2 separate regions of the Mus musculus genome follow, and region 2 is linked to region 1. Evidence: chromatin contacts called from public Hi-C data. All regions are on one chromosome and are shown on one strand. The core of a region is the stretch at or near the end of the contact, and the rest is flanking DNA. Distances in the headings are between cores, read along the strand shown. Region 1 overlaps Ccdc33 (coiled-coil domain containing 33). Region 2 holds the start of Islr (immunoglobulin superfamily containing leucine-rich repeat).

The links. Hi-C and Micro-C count contacts between places; a contact is called where the count stands out from the background.
Region 2: a contact with region 1 is called in a Hi-C map of the N1E-115 cell line, with 2.9 times the contacts expected there. The contact joins the promoter of Islr here to the enhancer-like site in region 1. A contact is called at or near these places in 18 of 39 promoter capture datasets (the 3T3-L1 cell line, the HPC-7 cell line, HPC-7-derived erythroid cells and 11 more), 2 of 15 datasets of contacts at CTCF or cohesin (large pre-B cells and stem cell-derived epiblast-like cells), 43 of 484 Hi-C or Micro-C datasets (the AML12 cell line, CD4 T cells, CD8 T cells and 21 more), 13 of 115 datasets of contacts at active chromatin or transcription factors (CD4 single positive thymocytes, VIP interneurons, bone marrow-derived dendritic cells and 9 more) and 4 of 9 other capture datasets (adipose tissue, embryonic stem cells, liver and 1 more).

The regions. Positions count from the first base shown.
Region 1 is chr9:58,058,923-58,063,657 of GRCm38.p6, forward strand. The region is part of intron 10 of Ccdc33 (coiled-coil domain containing 33); the gene reads right to left. Among named protein-coding and RNA genes, the nearest start is that of Gm16130, 29 kb to the left of the region's middle. Within about 2 kb of position 1,624, at least 11 of the 459 cell types and tissues checked have an H3K27ac peak or open chromatin away from gene starts, as enhancers often do. A contact at or near this core is called in the N1E-115 cell line and VIP interneurons, where this site is marked.
Region 2 is chr9:58,157,152-58,161,906 of GRCm38.p6, forward strand. It overlaps Islr (immunoglobulin superfamily containing leucine-rich repeat), which reads right to left and starts at 1,403. Exons shown (of 2, transcript NM_001195431.1): 1 at 1,276-1,403; 2 at 1-1,079. The coding sequence starts at 1,071.

The sequences.
Region 1 (4,735 bases), core at 374-2,873:
TTGACCCCCTATCTCTCCTCTGTTATCACTCAGTTTAATCATCCCTACACTGTCTCTCTGTGCACTTTGGTGAATCTTTCTTCTTCCTGACTTCCCTCTTCCTCCTCCTCCTCCTCCTCCTCCTCCTCCTCCTCCTCCTCCTCCTCCTCCTCCTCCTCCTCTTGGGAATCCCCGGGCCTCTGCCTTCTCTTGGTCAAGAGTTTTTGGGGTTCTTCTAGTCCTATGTCTTACTATATTTTACTACCTATATTTTTTACCACATTGTTCTGTGGTTCTAAGCTTGTTTCCTAGGACAGCCAGGGCTACACAGAGAAACCCTGTCTCAAAAACAAAAAACAAAAAACAAAAAACAAAAAAACAAAAAACAAAACAAAACAAAACCCAAAAAAACAAAACAAAAAACCCAAACAAACAAACAAACAAACACCCGAACAAAAACAAAAACCAAACCAAACCAAACCAAACCAAAACGCTCTTGGAATGGAAGAGGGATGCATTAGTGACCCAAGGCTGACTTCAGCACACCATTGGTCGGATGGTGTATAATTTTAAATCTGTGAACACTAGCTGTGCTTTTTGCCTCACTGATCCTGTTTCAAAGGGGAGCAGGATTCACTTAGATGTCCCAAATGACACAGTCTTCAATATCCCAGAAGTGCCCAGTTGCAGCATCCTGGTCACACAGTTTGGGGTTTTCTGAGTGAATGTTTGGATAAGGAAAAGTACACATCTGTCTCCTACTTAGAGATTCTGAACCCTTGATCCAGAGGTTAGGAGCACTGGCTGCTCTTCCAAAGGGTCTGGGTTCTAGTCCCAATTCCCAGTGCCTACATGGGGGCCCACAGCCACCTGTAATTCCATTTCAGGGACCTGTTGCCCTCTTTAAATATCTATGGACACTAGGCATACATGGCAAGAGTATATGCAGGTAAAATACTCATATACATAAAGTATAAAATGAATCTTAAAAATGCTGAACATCAGACTGGAAAGGGGTAGCTATGACATGCTTATTGGATGAAATGATAGGTGTGTGCTGGGCTGGGGGTGGGGGTAGGAAAATAAGGAATAACTACCCGGGGCAAAGACCACCTCCCTAGTGACCAGGTGGGCAGAGCTTGGGTAAGATGCTGATTCAGGACCTGTAATGACATTTCTCCTCATTTCCAGGCAGAAAGCCAATCTCAATGCCCTGGATTTCATAGACTGCCATCTAATCCAGTTAGAGGAGGAAGTAGGAGTAATGAAATCAAAAGAGGTCTCCAGAGGTGCTCCAGTCATTACAGAGAGCAAGGACAATTGCTGAGGGAGTCACCTCCCCCACAGCCTGTCTCCCTGCTGTCCATCCTGGATGGTCTCAAGAGCAGCTAGGCCAACTCAGTGATGTGGAACTCATGGTTTTGGGTCAGAGTTACACACTCAGCAGATATTTTTAGACAGATTCTGATACTATGTGTAAATTCTTTTAATTTCATAAAAAGATAAATTAAAGATGGGACACTCAGTCCAGAACAGTGAATTCATCCCACCAGTCTCCCCTGCTAGGCAGGGGAGTATACTGAGGATGAGGGAAGGCGGACAGAGGAGGAGGGGGCGGGCTGCTGGAGGGCAAGAGAGAGCAAAACCATGCAGATGAACTGTCTATTCAGGCCTTGCCTGGCTCTGCTTGCTGGGTTCCTTTCTGTCTGCTCACCCTACAGGCTTGTTTATTTGCTTTTCTATTTGGCAGGCCTGCTGGGGCAGTGTGGGGCTGACAAGTGGCCCCTCAGTCTGTAGCTCCGTGGTGGCACCAGATCCTGCTTCATTAGGGCTGTAATTGGGGACTGACTTTGAAAGCTCAAAGAGATGCACAGCCACGCACCAGCTCAACTCAGCACCCAACCCAGCCCCTGTGCTGTGCCAGCAGCTGCACACCACGTGAGAAACACGGTGGGAGATGTCCAGCAGCAAAGTGGGGTCTGTTGAGACAGGCTGGGCCAATGGCATTCCAGGCTGGCAACATCTTAGGTCATCTGTCTACCCTCCCTACTCTCGACACCTCTGCTGCCCTCCTCCCTACTTCATCCCCTAGATCCCTGGACATGCAAAATGCAACATCTCCTGCTTGCATTGGCAATTACAAAGCAACCCGGCTGCAGCTGCTGTCCGCGGTGCTGAAAGCGCCCGCCTTCCGGCCAGCCCACCTCTCATCCCCGCCTTGAGCTTTCTTGGTGGGGAACACGGGCTCTTAATTCAATTAGCTGTCCCTGAACCCTCCCCAGGGAGCCTGGAGCGGAAACTGACAAATTCTGTTTAACAAAGACATTTGTCCCCCGCCCGGCCAGGCTTAGGGCTCTGCTCTCCTGTATCCCGCTCATTAGGTATCTAACAAAGTGCGTCCCAAGAAATCTGCTTCCAATCGCTAGTAATTCAGGAGGCCTGATACAATTTTCTCCCTGATAAGGGTGGCTCGCCCGCTGGCAAGCACCATAATGAGCCCTGTGCAGTGGCTCCCCGATCAGCCACTGCTTTGTCATTTCCTGTGGCTGCAGTTGTAGGTTCTTATCTCTTCAGATGTAGGCCAGGCTCAGACAGCAGGCCTCTTCAAGAGGGCTTGCCTCCCTTGCATGCAGCCAGCCTCATTTGTGGCATCCTGAGAGTTGCAGCTGTGACAGGTTTGAGCATCTGGGTGGCTCTTCCAGAATGTGGGTCCCACATACAAGTCCAGGGTCAGTGCTCACTACAGTATCCATACGCCCCTCAGGCTGTGGGCACTTATACCTTCACGTCATTGGTCATGCTGGCCCTGAATAAACCTCCACTTTCCCAATTTCCAAGCCACTAAAGTTTTGAAGCATAACTAAAACCACGCCTCTGGGTGACACATCCCCTGCCTTTGTATGCTCAAAGTAGCATCTCACGCTGGATGCTCAGTAGCACAGGTGAGTTGCTGTTAGAGTGCTTTATTGCTAGGTACAGGTCAGGGCCCAAATAAGCAGCTAAGGAAGTCATATATGCATGATCTTGGCTGGACTAGGGATCCATTTTGCTTGGCTGGAGGACTAGGCTAGAGTTATCTGATCTTGATTTGGGAGAATCCCTAGGTCAGCTCTCACTTTCTTAGAAGTGTTTTGTTTTGTTTGGTTTTTCCCCAGGAGCTTCTACTCTATTTTTTCTTTCTTCTCATGTCTTCAACCAACAAATTATGCATTCGGTTTGTAAGAAGAGCCGCACAGAGGAGGCTCCAAACCTCCAGGCTCCTCAGCCTTCCCGGCATCCGACTTAGGACACTATTTCTTGAAGGGCATTGCAGGCTCACATTCTCAAGGCAACAATGGCCCTGGGGCTGGTGATAAATTAGAGATGAGCCTGCACCAGGCCTCCTGAATCACCTGCGCCTGGAAGCAGCCTTGATCTTGGTGTAAGACCCAGAAGCAGGTCTTTGTGTACCTATTTTTTTTTCCATAGCCCCAGCTCTAGTCAGGGTATATGAGAAAATTTAGCAAATTTGACCTCTGGAGGCATAGATAATCACCGTTCTCATTTCTTCATTCTCAGGGACTTTTCTGTGAGGGCTAAGAGAGAAACTGCTCAATAGGTAAGGATTCTTAACACCAAGTCTGACAACCCGAGTTTGATCCTTAGGACCCACATAATGGATGGAGAGAAAGGGAAGAGATGACTCCTGCAAGTTGTCCTCCAACCTTCACACACATGCTATGGAACACACACACACACACACACACACACACACACACACGCATGCACACACACATGTAAGGCAGAAATTGCTGTGAAAATAAATGCAGTGCTGGTGATGTTTATCTTCATCCCTTGACAAGGCGTTTTGATGTCTGCATGAGCTGAGAGCTGGTGGAGCAGCTGTCATGAGGGGCAGGTGCTGAGTGATAGATTACTGGGGTTCTGGTATTCCCTTATCTCAAGGCCCTGCCCCCATCCCTGAACTCAGTATGCTTGTCAGCAGCTCTGGCAAATATGCCGAGAGCTCCCTTCCTGGGTGCTTGCAGGACCCTGCTCTGAGTCCCAGCACAGGCCCCAGATCCCTCATCAGCACCTGCTACCTTCCTGAGTTCATAAGACTTCAACTCCCTCTACAGATGAGGAAAGGAAAGCTCAGAGAAGATCCAGGAAGTAGCGTTGTGACCCAGGTGCTTGTGTGGTCCTGCCCTGCCTCACTTATAGGGTGCATTTCATGGCAGAGGCAAAAACAAGCCCAATGAACACCTCATATGTGCACAGCAGGGTCAGTTGAGGGAGAATGCATCTTGGGCTGCACTTCAAAGAGGCTGCCTACAAGCTGGAGGACACCCTAGATGTGGCGGGGTTATTAAAAGAAGGCATGCTGCCTTGCTTGGAGAAGCAAAGCCTCTTGGGGCTGGGGCGGGGGCTGGGGGGAGACAACACATCCCTTTCTTCAAAGAGAAAACACTGAGATCAGAAGGGAGAAGCAGGACACCAAAGGTTGATTCCCGCGTGTCTGTGGAGTGGCCGTGGGCTCATCATGGATTCTCAGTGCCTTTGGGTCCTCTAAAGTCTCCTTTAACTGTTTTCGTGGAGGAGAGGACCTGGTGTGTGTGTGTGTGTGTGTTATAGTTTATGAATCTGCATGTGTTTGCTCAGGCTCTCCTGCACATACAGCTCCAGCTTTAGACAGATCACCAGAGGCAGCAGACTCCTACAGGGAAGTAATACATCAGGGTGACCACGCCCCCCACACCTCCACCACTAACAACCC
Region 2 (4,755 bases), core at 153-2,652, 98 kb after region 1:
GTGCCCCACAGCATCCTCTCCCCCCTCACCTGGGGTGGCCAATGCCACATTTACAGAGCTTTCGGCACTGCCTAGCTCATTGGTGGCCAGGCAGCTATAGGTGCCCTCCTCCAGCTTGCCAAAGTCAGGGATAAGCAGGCTGCCATTGGCAAAGGCCTGGAAGCGTGGCTGCCCACTGGTTGCAAGGGCACCAGGCAGGGCACGTCCATCAGTGCCTACATTAGGACTGGCGATCTCCACCGTGCCGCCCGGGGTGTGAATGTGCCAATGGAGCTGGGGGACTGGCTGTCCATCCACGTCACAGTGGAGTGCCAGCACGAAGCCAGGCCGTAGCTCTGCTCCATCTTGGCTGGGCTGGTAGCTTAGTTGCACTGAGGGAGCTGAGCAGGGCAGGGGTGGCAGGCGGCCTAGTGGGATACCCTTCAGGACGTGGGGTGTAGTACAGGCAATGTTGTCCTGTTCTGGAATAGACACCGCTGAGGCCAGGGCCCATGTCTTGAACCACACGATGCCACAGGTGCAGTCGAAAGGGTTGTCATTGATCTGCAAGTGGGACAGCGCGGTGAGCGGTGCGAAGGTGCCCTCGGCCAACGCGTGCAGGCGGTTGTGGTTGAGCTGCAGGGAACGCAGGGCGCTGAGGCTGCTAAAGGCGTCCCGAGGGATGAAGGCTAACTCGTTGCTGTCCATCTTGAGCAGCTGCAGAGCGCTGAGGTTGTGCAGGTCGCTCCAGGCAAACTCAGAGAGGAGGTTGTGGCTGAGGTCCAGACTCTTGAGATGGCTCAGAGGGGCCAGAGCACCAATAGCCACCGAGCGGATCTCATTGTGTGCCAGCCACAGCGACTGCAATAGGGGCACTTCCCTGAAGGCTCCCTCCGGCAGGCCTGGCAGCCTGTTGGCTGACAGGCTCAGTGTGGTCACATTGGCCGGGAAGCCCGGTGGCACACCCTCTAGGTCACGATAGGCACAGTCTGCAATCTGGAAGCCATACTTCTCCCCACAGTCACAGGGCTCTGGACAAGCTCGCACCAGGTTCAGGAGAACAGCCCAACAAAGCAGGCACAGTGCCCGCATGGTACGTCCTACGGGGAAGGGCATGCCACCCGGGTGAGCCTAGGATTCATAGAAAGGAGTTGTCCCTCCTCAGATCCCTGCCCAAACTCTCCCCGTTAGAAGGCCCTGTTCCACATAACCCAGCCAGAATCCAATACCACCTAACCCACCACCCTCACCCCAACAGGAGAAGAAACCGAGGCCCAGAGGAGGGCTGGGACTTGCCAAGGTCGTGTGTGCAGTCAGTCAGGATGAAGACAAGATGGAAGTGGACCCCAGCTTCTCCTTTGCACACAGCTCTTTCTGCCTTGGCCTGTTCCTAGCTGACTTTATGACTTGAAATCTGTTTTCCAGCCACCCCCTTCCCCCCGCACTGCACAGAACCTCCCTTCTGCCCTCCCACATCCTGGCTACAGCTCCTCCCACTAGAGCCCCCCATAGGTATGTTTTGCTTCCCTGGTCCAGACAAGGCCCCTTGTGCAATGCACACACACACCCTCCACCCCTCCCACTCTGTGGCCTGTTCTGTTCAAACTATCCCAGGCAGCTGCCTAAATAAACCAGCTAGGACCTCTCAGCTAAGGCAGGGGGGCCAGAGGCTCAGCTCAAATGCAGCTGGAAATTCTGGGGTTGAGATTGTCCAAGCAGATGCTCTGAGCAGGAGCCTGTTCCAAGTCCCTCAAACCCAGAGGGATGTGCTAAAAACACACCCCTAGCTTCCTCGCTCCCAGCCACGGGGGCCCCTTCTTTCCTGACTTACCTCCAAACTGTTCTTCTGAAGTCAAGCTTAACAGCTTTTAAGATGGAACCAAAGCATCTAAGGACTGGATTGCTCGCAAGTCCACAGGACCAGGACTGCTGGAGGAGGGGTCTGGCTGGTTTGCACACCCGGCTCAGGGTGCACGGGACAGCTCTAAGCAGGGCTGCGGGGGAAGGCTCTGTGCTGCTAGACTCCTTTCAACAAAATGAAACTGAGTTTCAGCAACAGGGACTCTGCTTCATAGCTGACACTAGAAACTGGACAGGGAAAGAGGCCAAATTTGGGGTTGTTCATGTGTTCTCTCTCTCTCTCTCTCTCTCCCTCTCTCTCTCTCTCTCTCTCTCTCCCTCATCTCTGAAGTTCCAACTTCTTAAAGTCACAGCACTATCTGTGTAGGACCCAAGAAAAGATGAGGCCAGAAAGTTGGGTTGTTTTTGTTTTTTTGGCTTTTTTTTTAAATAGGGGAAGGGTGAGAAACTGGATTTCATGGAAAGTGGGAAATTTCTAACCTCGCTTCCAACAAGAAAAAAAAAAAAAAGCAGCCCCTTCTTCCTGCCTGGCTGTGTTGGTGTTTGTGTGTGCTGTTGTGTGTGCACTGTGGGCTTGGTGGTAGTGGGGAGTGGATGGATGTCACTGTGTGTGGATAAGTCTGTATATTAGAGATATGCAGTAGGAGATGTGTGTGTCTGTGTGGGACTGTGTGATGGTGGTTTGTATTTGGACATGAATTAGTCTTTTCGTGAGTATGTATTCCTGTGTGTCTCTCTTAATGTCTGTCTGTCTGTCTGTCTGTCTGTCTGTCTGTCTGTCTCTCTCTCTCTCTCTCTCTGTGTGTGTGTGTGTGTGTGCTGGGGCTTCTTGTTGGAAAACTGTAAGGACCAAAGTGTAGGGAATAGCCACCAAGCTCTAACCCCTGGTCGAGAAGCCAAAGTGTTAAGCTTTTTTTTTTTTTTTTTTAAGTAAATATATCCTGAAGTCTGAGGCTGTTGGGCAGGGAGCTCCCAAGGCAGCAGCCCAGCCCCACACTGAGTGGGCTGTATGTGCAGGCAAGATGACAGAGATGACAGCATGCCTGACAGAGAGCAGAAATCAGCCTTGGCAGAGGTGTCACTGGCTGGGGATTCTGAACACCCTGGCTTGCAGACAAAGAGGTTCCACGGTCCAGGACCCAGCACTCAGAGCAAGGCTTCGGGGCCTCATCTCAGGAACAGTCCCTGTGGCTCAGTCCCCTTGGTGTTGAAGTCCTGTAACATGCTAGACAGTATGGTGAGCGTTGCTACTTCTGGAATCTACCATCCCACACTATGTGAAAGGGGCAGCTACATCCTGTGGGGCGGATGTGAGACCTTTCTCTCAAGCATAAAGGACCATGGGTAGGAATGGATCGAGGAAAAGGTTCAAGTCAAAGGAGCTGGAGGAGAACTGAAAGACACCTCCTAGCATGGACCCCTCTGCCCTCCACAGACTATACCTGTCTGTCTCCCCCCTCCTTGCCCTCGCCCATGCTTCCTCTTCTTGTCTGCTAACCTGATAGACTCTGCTTGCCCTCTCGGTGAAGCCAAGGGGAAGTGGGTATTGTCATCGGTGAGAAGTGTATGAGGAGCCCCACCACGGTTCCTTACCTCCCCTGCTTGTCATGAAGCTGTTGAAGACCCCAGAGTGTTGCTTGCAGACACCAAGTCTGAAGCTAGGGAAGTTATTATAGATTCCTTTAGGTGTGCCCTTCTTGCCTCTCCTGCCCCAGGAAGCCTTTTCTTCTACCTTGCTTACTGTGTGGGAGAGTTTGGATAAGCAGAGCCTGGAGGCTTACACACATTCAGATTCAACAAAGCAGGGGGGATCTGACCCCAGGGTTTGTCAGGGGCAACTCACTTGTGACTAGGGCCTCACTAGGTTTCTCAGAACACAGACACACACACTCACTCACTACACAAAGCCCATACCATCAGCCCTACCTGAAGGGCCCTCCAAGGAGCTCAAAGTCCCCACTCTCCCCTACTTCTCTAAAGTTCACCCAAGGACAGATCAGCCTCAGTCCCTACCCCTTCTGCTGTGACTGTTTCCTTCTGGCACAGATGATACCAACCAAGTGGCGCACACCTTTATTCTTGGCACTTGGGAGGCAGAGGCAGGCAGACCTCTGGGAGCTCCAGATCAGCCTGGTCTACAGAGTTCCAGGACAGCCAGGGCTGTGTAGAGAGATTCTGTCTCAAAAACAAAAACAGAAACTAAAACTAAAAGGAGGAGGAAGAGAAGGGAGAGGAGGAGGAGAAGGAGGAGGAAAAGAAGAAGGAAGGAAGGAAGGAAGGAAGGAAGGAAGGAAGAAGAGAGAGGAGAGGAGAGGAGAGGAGAGGAGAGGAGAGGAGAGGAGAGGAGAGGAGAGGTGAGGTGAGGAGAGGAGAGGAGAGAGAAGAGAGAAGAGAGAAGAGAGAAGAGAGAAGAGAGAAGAGAGAAGAGAGAAGAGAGAAGAGAGAAGAGAGAAGAGAGAAGAGAGAAGAGAGAAGAGAGAAGAGAGAAGAGAGAAGAAGAAAATAAAAACCACCTCATCCTCCAGCCTTCTGAGGTCCCTAAGTCTGGGGTTGGTCTCCTCTCTGTTGATCTCACTGCTTGCCCAGCCTTTCCTTTCCCACTCTTGCTCTGACCTGCAGCCATTTGTTCTTCCATGGCTAGATAGATGCCTTGTCTTATAGGCTGCTGTTGAACCCAGAAGTCCTTTGGTGTATGAATGAGTTGTTGGGTCATCAGGTGCCATAAAGGAGTATTTTAGGGTTCATCTGTTCTCCTCCCTGTGGCCCAAATGAGGACTCTAGGCCAGATGGGAGGAGGGATGTGCCCAAGGAAAGTTCCTTACAATGAGGACATTTCAGGGAAGTTTGTGTTCAATGCCAGGGAGCCAAATTTTTCGTGGATGGGAGGGCCTCACTAGCTGTCCCAGGAACAGCAGG